Linked DNA regions of Capsicum annuum: region 2 is linked to region 1. Evidence: chromatin contacts called from public Hi-C data. All regions are on one chromosome and are shown on one strand. The core of a region is the stretch at or near the end of the contact, and the rest is flanking DNA. Distances in the headings are between cores, read along the strand shown.

Evidence for each region. A called contact is a pair of places that touch in the nucleus more often than the background predicts.
Region 2: a contact with region 1 is called in a Hi-C map of placenta, with 5 times the contacts expected there. The contact joins the promoter of LOC107870872 here to the promoter of LOC107870735 in region 1. A contact is called at or near these places in 2 of 5 Hi-C or Micro-C datasets (leaf and placenta).

The regions. Positions count from the first base shown.
Region 1 is chr5:116,456,611-116,463,614 of UCD10Xv1.1, forward strand. It overlaps LOC107870735 (protein NRT1/ PTR FAMILY 6.2), which reads right to left and starts at 3,913. Exons shown (of 6, transcript XM_016717346.2): 1 at 3,759-3,913; 2 at 3,529-3,631. The coding sequence starts at 3,761.
Region 2 is chr5:116,990,003-116,997,511 of UCD10Xv1.1, forward strand. LOC107870872 (protein NDL1) reads left to right here and starts at 4,021. Exons shown (of 11, transcript XM_016717556.2): 1 at 4,021-4,410. The coding sequence starts at 4,348.

The DNA of each region.
Region 1 (7,004 bases), core at 2,663-5,162:
AAAAAAATTACTCGACATCGCACTGTGAGGATGACATCTTAACAAAATGGTGTTGTAGAAAGGATGAACAAGACTCTTTTGGAAAGATCCTGGTGCCTGATTTCAAATGCTGGGTTGATAAATACTTTTTGGTCAGAGGCTATCTCAACTGCTTGTTATATTGGTAATCGTGTTACTTCTGCACCTTTGAACTTCAAGACTCCAAAGGAAATAAGGTCAGGTACACTAGCTAATTACTTTGACTTAAAAGTTTTTGGTTGTCCTGCATACGTGCATATAAATGATAGAAAACTAGAGCCAAAGGCTGAAAAATGTATTTTTGTTAGATATGCATCTGGGGTGAAATGATACAGACTTTGGTACCCTGAGCCCTAGTAACTAAAATTTATAATTAGTAGAGATGTAACCTTTGATAAATCCTCTATGTTAAATTTCAAAAAAGATTTTTCTAGTTCTTGTACAAAGAACACAGAGCATGATTTATATGGACAGGTGGAGGTTGAGCTTCTCATACCTTTTGAGCCAAGCTTATCAACTGTGGAAAAAATACAATTGAAACTCAAGAAGTTGAGCCAGAAGTTGTGGCTCCTGAAGTTGAACCAAATGAGTATTCCATTGCAACACATAGATCAACAAGACAAATTCACAAACTAGAAAGGTATGGAGATTATATTGCATTTGTTTTTTTAGTTGCACAGGAAACTAAAGAGATTGGAGAACCATCAAACTATTTAAAAGCAGTTTCTGGTCCTAAGTCAGCCAAGTGATTGATTGTAATGAATAAAGAAATTGAATCTCTCTATAGGAATGGTACTTGGTCTCTTGTGAAGCCACCATCTTAAATCAGAATCATTGGTTGCAAATAGGTTTTCAAGAAAAAAAAATGAAATTTCAGGGTTTGAAGATGCAAGATATAATTCTCGATTAGTTGCAAAGGGCTATAGTCAGATATAAGAAGTTGATTTTAATGATATTTTCTCACCTATTGTTAAACATAACCCTATTAGTGTCTTGCTTGCTTTAGTTGCCATATATGATTTGAACTTAGAACAAATTGATGTTAAGATAAATTTCTTGGCGAACTTGAGGAACAAATATTCATGCACCAATCTGAAGGATTTGAAATTAAAGGAAATAAAGATCATGATTTCTTGTTAAAGAAATCTTTGCACAAATTAAAACAGTCTGCAAGACAATGGTATAAGAGGTTTGATTCCTTTATGTTAGGTCATGGTTATTCAAGAAGCATGTATGATAGTTGTGTTTACTTTCGAAAGTTAAATGATGGTTCTTTCATTTACTTACTGTTATATGTTGATGACGTGCTCATTGATGCTAAGGATTTGATAGAAGTTCAAAATTTGAAAGGTTAGCTGAAAAGTGAATTTGAAATGAAAGATTTGGGAGCAACTAAGAAAATCATTTGCATGGAGATCAGAAGCGATCGAAAAGCCAACAAGCTATTCTTGAACTAGAAAATGTACTTGGGAAAGGTCTTGGAGAGGTTTGACATAAAAGATGCTAAACCAGTAAGTACTTTTCTTGCTGCTCATTTTAAGTTATCAGCTACTCAATCACCACAGTCAGAAGGAGAAGAAAGATATATGACACAGGTACCATATTCTAGTGTATAGTTGGTAGTATTATGTATGCAATGGTGTGTACACGTCTAGACATTTCACAACCAGTAAGTGTAGTAAGTTGATATATGACTTATCCTGAAAAATCATATTGACAGGAAGTGAAATGAATTCTCAGATACTTGCGAGATACTTTAAATTTATATTTAGAGTTCAAAAGAAATACTAAATAACTTTGATTGATTTTCTAGACTCAGATTATGCAGGTGATCTTGACAAAATAAGATCATTGACTAGCTATGTATTTTTCTTTGATGGTTCTGCTATAAGCAAGAAAGCTATATTACAACATGTAATAGCTTTATCTACTACCGAAGCAGAATATATGACAATGACCGAAGCGATCAAAGAAGCATTATGGTTGACGGGTCTATTTGCTGAATTCAATCCATATCAAAGTGGTATTATTATTTTCTGTGATAGTCAAAGTGTCATTCACTTGACTAAAGATCAAATGTATCATGAGACAATGAAGAATATTGCTGAAGGAAAGGTCTCTGTTCATAAGATCAATACTAGAGACAATCCTGCTGACATGTTCACAAAGTCTTTTTTGATCAGTAAGTTCAAGCTTTGCTTGAACTTAATTGCCATTTCTGAAGAATGATTTTTCCCACATGGGCTTTTGCAGAGAGGAAACAAATTTATTATATTAACCAAACTCGGGTCAAGGTGGAGATTTGTAATGTGGCCTTTGTTTTTTCTTTGGTTCATACTTGGTAAAAGTCAACCAAAGACTTTTGAAACATTATTTGTTGGTTTTGTCAAACAAGGTTTCTATCAAAGATTTTGTTGTAAATTTCTCTCATTCACATGCAAATGTTGAAATTTACGTCTTCCATTAACATCATGGATGACATCATTAAGACCATTTTCATCTCTATAAATAGGGATCTTCTTTCTCATTCATAATACATCAATTTCAAGAGTTTTCTTTCATTCTCTTGAATTTATTCTCCCTTTTTATTATAGTATTTAGTTAGAGAGTGGGTATTGGGAAACACTTGTGTAATCCCTTCTTTTGGAGTGATCTTGTGAGGTTGTTCTCTTGGAATATTTGGGTTAATTAGAGTGACTACTCTAATTTTGTAACCTCTTTTTATTGTACTCTTATTGATATAATGAATTGTTCCTTTCCGCTCGTTGACGTAGGTCACACTGACCGAACCATGTTAAATTTGCGTCTCCTTTATTTTCTTTAATTACCGTTATTATCAACTTGTTATTGTCATTATGACATTGTTTGGTTAAATTCTGCAATAACCGAATTCTCAATCCTAATAATTTGCTCTTTTTTTCCGTAAACATTGATTTATGTTTAGTGTATAGAATTAGACCTTGTAGGCTTTAACTCAACATTCATGGAGATTAAAAATCTGTTAACTATTTGAGTATATAATTCAAAACCCATTACATATGGAATATTAGATATTCCCACTACTAAGTAACGGGAAAAATTTACATTTCTATTTTAGTATTGATTATGGTGGAACTTCATCACATTTGCATGAACCACCTATCTTTCAGCTTCCTCAAAACTAACCTCAACCCCACCTCCACGCCCTAATTTTCCATTCCTTAAATTTTCTTCATGACGAATGTGATGTTGCAGGGAAAAAGAAAGGAGTTGGGAGGCGGATGCATGTATCATTGAACAGTTAAAAGATCGTTAATCATTTAACGAAGTGTTAAGTTGCCAATAAGATTTTATTTCTTATTTTAAATATGAGGAAATATGAAATGAGGTAATGTTTCGCTAGTTTGTCTCGTTAGTTGTTAATGAAAGAACATCAATGACCACAAGAGGCTTTAAACAAGCCGTTTGAAAAATTAAAATGATGTCAAAATACTCGTTGATATGCAAGAGACAAATTAGTTAACTACTAACCGAGGATGAGGGCAGCAGGCACCCAACCACCAGTTTTAGATCTATCAGCAGGGAGACCCTTGTAGTTTACAGCATCTGCAATTGTCCAAATTATCTTTTCCTCCTGTTAGATGGAAACAAATGGATCCAAATTATTGGACATGAACACTAGAAAAAGAATAATATTGAATCACCTTTGACTAAGATATAAGTAAATATTCTGCATTAATGTGTTTTCAACTCCTACTAACCATTTCTTTCCAACTGTTTCAACACAGTACTGAAAAGAACTCGAAAAACTGAAAAGAAAAGCCTTAGGGAAAATATGTTGTTATTGAACTTCTTCCTAGCTAGCAGTTACACTTGGTTTTGCTTGGGAGTTCTATCCTTTTATAGGCAAAGATTCGTTATCCTAAAGCGACCCCCACTACAAAATTAAAAGACAGATCACTTGCACTGTTTGGTTGGGGTTAGGCCTATCCCATTTTATGATGGAAGGTTCTGGGATCGATTTAATTCATGGTTCTCAAGGTTGATATTTTTAAGAGAAAATGATAGTGTGAATTTTAAGTTGATGTTGATTTGCAATATTGGTGCGGTTGTGGGGGGAGGGGGGAGGGGGAGGGGGAGGGGGAGAGGGGGCGAAGGTGGAAAAATAAGAGAGAATCTGGAACATGCAATACCATTACGCTTGTTTGTTTCCCTCTCACCTGCTTTTTGGTGTATCCAATTGATATACATTGGTTTTGGATGTTGTGAACCACAGCGAGGCCATGCCTCATTCTTGAATCCTAAGTGCTTATGCTACCCCACAAGTGAAGAAAAGCTACCACCTTTTGTTTTCCACCATTGTTTTCTGTATGGACAGAGAATTACATTATAATAATACGCGGAACATATAACTGTGGGGGGTTTTGTGCATATTTGAGTGGAAAATGGAGGAACAAATAAATGAAAAAGTGAAGTAAAAAGTGAAGTGGTTTTGTACTTTAAAACGTAAAGTTTTTTCATATTGGTGGGAGAAAGGAACTTTCTTATGCTTATATTGAGAAATATTTCTTTATGTGGATAGTAAGGCAAGAACAAGACATGCCTCATACCACCGTCGTCGCTCGACTTTGACTTCGGCTTTAGAAAATAATCGAGAGATTATTTTTTTGTAAAAGAATTATTCAAAACTTTAAAATAAGGCGATATGCGAGCGCAAGTCGAGCGCAGGACTTTTTGGTTTGCACCAAATGCCATATGCGGGCGTAGGTCTAATGAAAAATCAGACTATTTCAAAACAGTGCATTGTTTGGTGAACCAGTGCTTTCTTTCTCAAGCAACACCTTTTGGCTATAAATATGAATTTTTTCTCAGTTAAAGGAACGGAATTTAAGTTGAAAAACATCTTCGTCTTCTTTTAAAAACTCTAGTGTGATTGTTGAGTGAGTTCGTTCTTCAGAAAATCTGAGGTACCACTATTTTTTGAAGTGAATTATGTTTTTATTGGGAGGAGATATTCCAATAAACTCAGGTACTTGAGGGGAATAAATTCCTTAAAATACATCATGAATTCATTGGACTTGATTCTATCATTTTCTGTCTTCATCTTACTTTTTTTGAGTTGGTTTTACTGTTTTTTTTTTTTTTTTCAGAAAATAGTAGAAACTTCATTTTTTATAGTTCATACATTATTTGAACTTGTGTTTGAAGTTGTTGAACTTCTTTGTAGTTCATGAAGTTGTTCTTGAACTTATTGTTGAAGTTCATGTTGTTGAATACAGATTTTGTGTCCAAAAAATAACAATAACTTTACAAAAAGTTACTAAAATCACTACAAAAATAGAATCCGGGGCGGAGCTAGGTGGGCAGGAGGGGGGTTTCCTGATACCAAACAAGCTACGGAATGCACCAAAACCAACACAAAACAGTCCATAAATTCAAAGGGAACCCGAGGACCAAAGAGACCAAGCTCGGTTCCAACAACAACCCAACAAGAACAAGATAACAAGGTGTATTAACACCTATTTCAGCGAGCCAACAAACTAAAAAGGAGATAACAAGAAGACAACAACAATAAGACAATAGAAATAAGACAACAAAAACTCACGACTGTACTACCATAAGAACAAACGAGTACAAGAAAGTAAAGATAGGTAACTTGACATACAAATGCATAAATACTATGAACCTAAGTGTGTATCAAACACAAAGGCCTAAGAATGCATACAATATAATACTAAGTTCTTACGGGACCTCAAGGGAATCGGAATTCCCTAGCAACCACCATTTCTAAGCTAGTTACCAACACAAGTGATGTCCACACTTGTCACAAGTGAAATCCACACTTGCAAGACTCTCTCAAGAGCTCTCAAAATATATCATCAAAAGTTATGAAGAAAATACCTAACATGTTCTATTTATAGTCTAGGTTAAGCTTATTACACAAAATGACCAAAAGGACCTTAATGAGCCATTATAAAGGGGCGGCCTTGAGGTGTGCTCTTGGATGGCCTTGGAGTGTTTTGAAGGCCTTCTTGACACTTCAAGGCTTGTTTTCTTGGTGGGGAAGCCCCCGATCTCGAGTCTTAATGTAATGGTCTCCACTCATGTCCTCAAAAACTAAGAGGCTTCTTTGTCCCGTATCATCCTCCCCTTTTTGAAAAAGGATTCGATCTCGAATTTGAACCTTACAAAACAATAAAAGAGACAAAAGGACACATATTCCTCATGGCATGATAGTTAATGTTAGCACAATCAACAATAGCATCAAACCGAGGTTGCACACACATCACATGCAGAAAGGTCTTAGGGAGTAGGATACCCTTCCAATCACAAAAACTCGAACACAAAGTTAGAGAAACAATTTGTCTATCCACATAAGTGTGACAAGAAACAAAAGGGGGTAGGAACTTACCTTTGGAGCAAGGAATTGAGCTTGCTCTTAGCATGGAACTTGGCACAATGCTAGTGCCGAATGTGGTGAATAGAAAGTGCTTGGGTATGACACCAAGTTCTTCCTCTTGAACCCGAGATGCCTCACCTTCACTATTCGGGTACCTCCTCATCAAAAGGTTAAAGTTAGATACCTCTCCTTCTCTGGGCCAAACATCTTCATAAAGAGCCTTCATCATCAACTCACAAGGCACATTAATATCCCCTTGTTCTACCACTAATTCGATTTCACCATCATTGTCATCACCCTCTTGAGGAATTTCCTCACTACCACTATTTAGGGTCACTTTATCCCCTACATAATAAGGATCACCCTCCACCAACATAATGTTTCTTTGATTAGGGCATTCACTAGCCTTGTGACTCCAACCTTAACATTTAAAACAAATAATACCCTTAGGATTAGGAGTAGAAGATGTATTACCTTAAAGCTGTGATGGATACCTTTGGATGGTCCTATCAACGAGTTTTTTTTCAAAGGGTTTATAGGCATCCTTATTGTTATTCTATCCGAAGTTCTTCTTGGCATCATTATTCCTTTCAACCTCAATGGCCGC
Region 2 (7,509 bases), core at 2,771-5,270, 530 kb after region 1:
AATATGGAACATACCTGGAAACTAAGTGAACTTGGCCTCGTACTCTATAACTGTCATAGATCCTTGTATAAGGTTATTAAACTGGCATCTCATGTCATGTTGTTTTCTTAATGGAATAAATCTGTCCATAAACATGGTTAAAAACTCTGACCAAGTGATTTGTGGCAGCACTGCTTGTCTACCTCTCAAAACAAAAGTCCACCATGCCTAGGGAGACCTTGGGAACAGAAAAGTGGTAAATTCTGCACCACAAGTCTCCTTCAATCCCAAGGTAGTAAGTATTTTCTCACAACAATCTATAAACTTTTGAGGATCAATATAAGATGGTGTAGCATCAAACTTCAATGGCTTCAGATTTATGAAATTCTTAAGATCCTTGGGTTGCCCTACATGAAACACCTAGACTTTTAACCATTGAAAAATTTCCTTATTTGGTGTCTCTGAGCTAGGTACGACTAAGGGCATAAGTCGTACCCCCTGGATATGAGTTGTATCCCTCTCTCCCTTCCCTCTCATACCCTAGGTAGTGTGGTGAGGGTCACTCATTGTCCTAGTTATGAGTGAGCCTCCAACCAATCATACCTTAAGGTATGAGTCGTACCAAGACCAATCGTATAGAATAAAGTTTTATCTTGGAGTAGACTATTTTTGGTATGGTTGATGGATACGGTTTAGGGCATAAGTCATACCCTTTAGATACGACTCAATAATGGGTATTCGTACCCTAACTAGTATGGAATAGCTAAGAAAAGACTAAGGTACGAGTTAGGGCACCATTCGTACCCTAGGGTGTTGTTCCTTAAGTGAGTCGTACCCAATGACGAGCTCATTTTCTAGCTTTTAGTTGAGGACCTTATGGTCATTTCCCACACCCAAAATCCTAAGTCCCCTCACTATATAAGTTTTTGTAGCCTTCTAAACATCCATTTTTAGTGGATCAAACATCCTAAATACTCTTTCAAGCCCATTTAAAGAATTGGAGGCTAGGGTTTAAAGAGGGTTCATCTAGAGGCAAGAGAGGTGTCAAGTTCTTCATTGAATTAACTTGTATAATACACGTAACTCTCTCCCTTGTTAAATAACTCAAAAACCATGTATGTCACACTTGGATTAGTAGGTGTACGTGGTGGTTTTAAAATAAATAAAAAAGGATTTTGTTGTCAATGATGAATGATGTTTATTCTTGCTTAAGCTTGTGATTATACATGTTATTAATGATGGCTTGCATGTGTGAGTACTTTATGTGTGTGATCTAATATATGGGTCTTGAATAACCCTAATAATTATGAATTCCATCATGAAATTAGTCTTTATAAAGGAACGCACATAAAGTGTTTGTGAAAATATCTAAATGAATTTTCTACTCGCATGTTAATGGTGTGTTGAACTAGGATATTGGTCTAGTGAATATGAATAAGATAAGATATTGTAGCAATGCATGTGAGCACTTAGTAATTGATTAGCTAAAGCCTTGTTGACTATGTATTGATTGGTGATGAATATGAATGCTTGGTAAATGGTTTGGTAAGGGTCTTGATGGCCACCGAATGAATTGAATGATGATTTGAGTTAAGGCATTGGCCTAATAAAAATGTTCAATCGATAAATGTTCCCATGAAAACCTTATGGTCCCATGTTGTTATGTTTTGGATAAATGGTTCAAGTCCTTAAGAATTGAAATGAATTACATGGATGCTAAGGCATAAACTAAAGGGGTTACGAGCTCAAATGTCAACTAGTAATGGTAATGAAATGGCTTGAGGTTGGTGTCCCTCGCCCAATTAAATGACTTCTGGTTGGATTCCCTTGCCCAATGAAATGGTTTGTGGTTGGAGTCCTCGCCTAATGAAATGGCTTGTGGTTGGAGTCCCTCACCCAATGAAACAGCTTGTGGTTAGAGTCCTTTGCCTAATGAATTGGTTGAGTTGGTTTGAGGCTCGAACCCCCTTGACTAATGTAACAGAGAAGTTTAAGGTTCTAGAATTGGTAAGGTGAAAGGTTGAAAGTTCTTCACTCCATGTCTTATGAATGAATTTTTAAGAGTGATTGTTATGACTCTTTCTATGAATTGGCATGCTATATATAAACATGTGTGTGTATCTTCGTATATGCCTATACTAACATAAATGTGATTTCATATGATGGTTTGACTTGGATTGAACAAATGCGCTATTTTATCATCATCCTTGAGATACATGCTGGCGCTCCAACCGCTAACCGTCTCCTGACGCTATATCCCCACGCGATATAGGGGTCGTAGCTTCTTCTTCCTCTTCTACGCAGTGACCAGGTGTTTGAGCGGTTCGAGCATTGACATTGAAGTAGTGAGCTTTCATTCTCTGGAGGGCACACATTTCATAGTCTTTTACTTTAAGTCATAGACTTAGTATTTGGCTATTGTCGGGGGTATGTCCCGATATATTATTGACATCAGTTTGTTAGAGGCTTTGTGGATGACTGTGAACTTGAATATATTTAATGAAATGTTAGATATTGTCTAAGTATTGACTATGAGATTTATTTTTCGCTACTTTGATATTTGGTCGGAGTTTATCCAACACTTATGAATTAATAAATGGTTAGGTTGGGTTGATGGGGTGATCTCCAATCCAATGAAATGCCCCTCTGAACTTCTCGAGTTTTATTCATGGTACACCTGAACGTTTACTAGTTCTAAGTACCCCTGCCCCCCGAACTTATTCTTTTAGTACGTCGCGTGGCCCCTTTTTGCTGAAAGTCCACTTCGTGTAATACACGCGCGGATATGTAGAAAAAAACACTAATGTGGCTGTCCACATTGTTAAATACCATCCACTTCCCTTATTTTTATCTTATATTAAGCCTCTTATATCTTTATTATCCGATTTCTCTCTAAAAAAAATTATATTTTTCAGTTTTTCTCTACTCCAAAATATTAATGATGAATTTTCGTCAATCAAGTAAGCTATTATCTAAAAATTTATATTTCTTGGTGTGTTAAAAATATGAAATTATTTTTTTCCGGTTAGTGTTTCATAGTAGTTTCTGATTAGTGTTTCAATTAGGATTTTGAGGAGACTCACATGCACAAATACGTTTTTTAGTATAATTAACGGAATAAAAAATTACAATTTAAGTTAGGAACGTACAAAAATCAAACCAATAAAAATGTTATTGATTTATCATTATAGGATTAACGATTTTTTAATGATTTTATAAGAAAAATTATTAGGTTATTGATTCGATTTTGATTTTTTTACTGGGTTATTGTATAAACTGATAACCCAATAAGTTTATGTTAAATTATTATTCTACATTATATATATATATATATATATATATATATATAAAAGTAGAATTTTGGTTAACTAAGATTCGATTTCTTTTCATGTTAGTTACTACTTTTTTTATTTTATGAGTATTTTCTTATCAGTTAAATCGAAAATCAAATTGTTAGGGACTAAAAATCAATAATCAATATAACTACATTCTCTTTATTGTAAGTATTGTATTAGTTTCTTTAGTATTTGTTTTGTTATTATCTTTTAAAATATTTGCTTCGATATTTAGTATATTTCTTTAGTTACAATAACTCATATGATATATATAATTAAGATTTAAAAATTGAAGTAGTTTCATAAAAATGAAAACTGAAGTTTTAGATTGAATTAATAAACGGGTGAATTTTTTTTTTAGAGTAATAAACAAATTTTTTACAAAATTAATTAACGGATGAGAATTTTATTTCATAAACTAATTAAGAGATAAACATGAGTTTATAAAATTAATAAATTGATAAATTTTTTTTTTTTTAAGATTGAAAGTAATGAAGGAAGAGGGATAATAAATATTGAGAGAGATAATTGAATTTTTTGAAAAAAAAAATCATTTTTTTAATCATTAAAAAGACTAATTTGACTTAAAAATTACTTCATCACGTGCGTAATAGAGTGTAAAACCTAAACATTTTACTACATCAGCAAAAAGGGTCGTGCGATATACTTAAAGAATAAGTTCAGGGGTATTTAAGATAAATCAAACTTCAGATCTATCATAAATAAAACTAGAGAAGTTCGGGTAATACATACTTCAAAAATTAAAAAAATGGCGTAGGAAAAGGTGTGGAGCGAGAAGGAAGGAACCGAAAATAGAAATCATACAGAGAAAAAAGATTGAAAAACAGAAAGAAAAAGGGAAAGAAAGAATAACTTGGTATAGAAGCCATTGAAGCTCAAGGGCCTCTTCTTCTTCTTTCTTTCTTCTTTGTTGAATATATGTACAGAAAGTGAAACATTTAGAGAGAAAGAGAGAGGAGAGGAGAGGCTTCTTGGCTTTCTGGTTAGCTGTGGAGACAGATAACCAAAAGCCATGTCAGATTCAAGCAGTGATTCCGTTTCGCTCGACGTTGAGACAATCTATCTTGGTGGAAAGGTTCTATTTTTCTCTCTATATGTGTTTGTATGGAGACAGATCAATATTTTGAAAAATACCTTTATGTACTGACCGAAAGCATTTTGTTTGATTGAACGGAAATAGAAATTGGCGTTTATTGGAAATTTCTTATGAAGGAGAAAACCACTGGATCTCCCTCTACTTTTTACGTTAGTTGGCTTTTTTCAACTGTTCGAGTCCCTGCCCCTCTATCTTTACTCTTACACATGTAATAGTTACTATCTCTTTCATCTATAGACTATAATTAATTGCAGATCCGTGGGTTATTCCTTGAAAATTTAAATATTTACTCCCTCCGTTCCAAATTTCCTAATTTGACTTTATCTTTTTTCATTAATCAATAACAACAACAACAACAACAACAACAAACCCAGTGTATTCCCACTTAGTGGGGTCTGGGGGGTAAGATGTACGCAGTCTATACCTCTACCTCTGATGAAGTAGAAAGGCTGTTTCCGAAAGACCCCCGGCTCAAGGCACAAGATATCACACAAACACATAGTAAAGCACAGAAGCAGATGACATAACATAAATACGGCACCCATAAGGAATATAAAACAGAGGAAAGCAGAGGAAAGCACACAGATTCGTAATAAGCATGGAATACTGAATACGGAATCATAACGGGAATAAAAAATAAAAAACCCCCACCAAGTAATTCCCTACACTAGCGACCCAATCTGGCCCTACTCTCCTGCCGTAATTCGCGTCTTCCAGACCTTCCTATCTAGGGTCATGTCCTCGGTGAGCTGTAACTGTTCCATGTCCCGCCTAATCACCTCACCCCAGTACTTTTTCGGTCTACCCCTACCCCGCCTAAAACCATCCAACGCTAGCCTCTCACACCTACGGACCGGGGCATCCATGCCCCTCCTCTTCACGTGTCCGAACCATCTCAATCGTGCTTCCCGCATCTTACCCTCCACTGAAGTCACACCAACCTTCTCCCGGATAGTCTCATTCCGAACTCTATCCCCTCGAGTCAGTCCACACATCCAGCGCAACATCCGCATTTCTGCCACCTTCATTTTTCGGATGTGGGAGTTCTTAACTGGCCAACACTCCGCTCCATACAGCAAGGCCGGACGGACTACCACCCTATAGAATTTGCCTTTAAGCTTGGGCGGCACCTTCTTATCACACAGCACCCCCGACGCGAGTTTCCACTTCATCCATCCCGCCCCAATACGGTGCGAGACATCCTCGTCAATCTCACCGTTACTCTGAATCACGGACCCGAGATACTTGAACTTATCCCTCTTACATACCTCCTGTGCTTCCAGCTTCACTACTACCTCGTTCTCCCGCCTCACGTCATTAAACTTACATTCCACATACTCTGTCTTGCTTCTGCTCACCCTGAACCCTTTAGACTCAAGAGTTTGCCTCCACATCTCTAATTTGTCATTTACACCCCCTCGAGTCTCATCTATCAGAACTACATCGTCTGCAAAGAGCATACACCACGGCACCTCCCCTTGAATACGCCGCGTCAACACATCCATTACTAACGCAAACAAAAAGGGACTAAGAGTAGATCCCTGATGCAATCCTGTCCAAAAAAAAAAATTCATGGTCTTTTCTTTAAATTAAAATGTAAGCATTATTTAATAGGGGTACTATATTAAATTAGCCATGTCATTGATTAATTTTTTTAATTAATGTGTCATCTCAATTTGGGATGGATAATTTGAGACGGAGGGAGTATTTGACAAGAGAAGCGCTTGAATTATCCCAATTTTCTTTTCCATTAGTCCTGACATTTATTTCTTTGAAGGCCATCAATACAACACTTTCTGGATTATGGGGGTTCAAAATCTCTTAGGATATTCGCCCATATCCTCCTTGTTGTCTTAAATGTTAAACTCATCCTACACTTGCAAAATGGCATCTTATTTGGATTGCTAAGCCATATTTATTGGGTATCCCTGTGCACTGCACTAAAGCTCCCATTGTGCACGGTGTCTTGGAAGTGGCCGGACCCCAAGGGTCTATTACTCAACCATATTTAAGCCATATTTATTATTAGTAGTATAAATTTCATTGTCCTATCTAGGAGGAAAATTAGGTGATTATTGTCCTATCTAGGAGGAAAATTAGGTGATCTTGTGTGATGTTGATGAGGCAAACACATTCTTTTCAGAATTTTATTTGAGTTGCCTGTTGGATTTTAGGCTGAACTAGTTTTAGAGAAACAACAAGTTGGGAAAGCACTTCTTCCCAATCCAGGATTGACACTAGAAGAAGAGTTAGCATTATTGACATATTAATGATAACCACTAAAATACCTTCCTCGTTGGTGCTTTGTTCACTAAGAAAATGCTGATGCGATGGAAAACCATCCCACTAGTATTTGTCTCCTTCCTCCCCAGCCCAATTTTGATTTTATTTTACCCTTTATCTAATTATTCAGAAGATTTCTTGTTTGACATCTCATTTCGTGGACACAAGTTAGTTTACTATTTGCATTTATATTTTACTTGAACGGTTATTCTGTTTTATATATTATACTGGTTAGCAGAATTTCCATCGATGATATATTTTGAGGTATGGAGTGGCTGACAAGGTTGTTAACATCATCTTTAGGACGGCAAAGATGTCGGAAGCTTGGAGATGGAGTGCGGTGATTCCTTTATATATGAACAAAGGGTACATTCAATGTTGCAACAACCATAAGGATATCAAGTTGTTGAGTCACACTATGAAGGTTTGGGAAAGAGTGGTAGGTTGAGGAGGATCGTGACTATTTCCGAAAATCAGTTTGCTTTTATGTCAGGTTGTTGGACTCATAAAGACATTTATCTTGTAAGGAGATTAGTGGAGCAATATAGGAAGAGGAAGAAAGACTTGCACATGGTGTTCATCGATCTTGAAAAGGCGTATGATAAAGTCCCAAGAGAGATGCTTGGAGGTTAGAGGTGTGCTTGTGGCATACACTATGTTGATTCAGGACATGTACGACGGAGCAAAGACTCGTGTAAGAATGGTAGGAAGAGATTCAGAGCACCTTCTTGTTTTGATTGGGTTGCATCAGGGATCGACTTTTAGTCCGTTTTATTTGCCTTGGTGATGGATGTA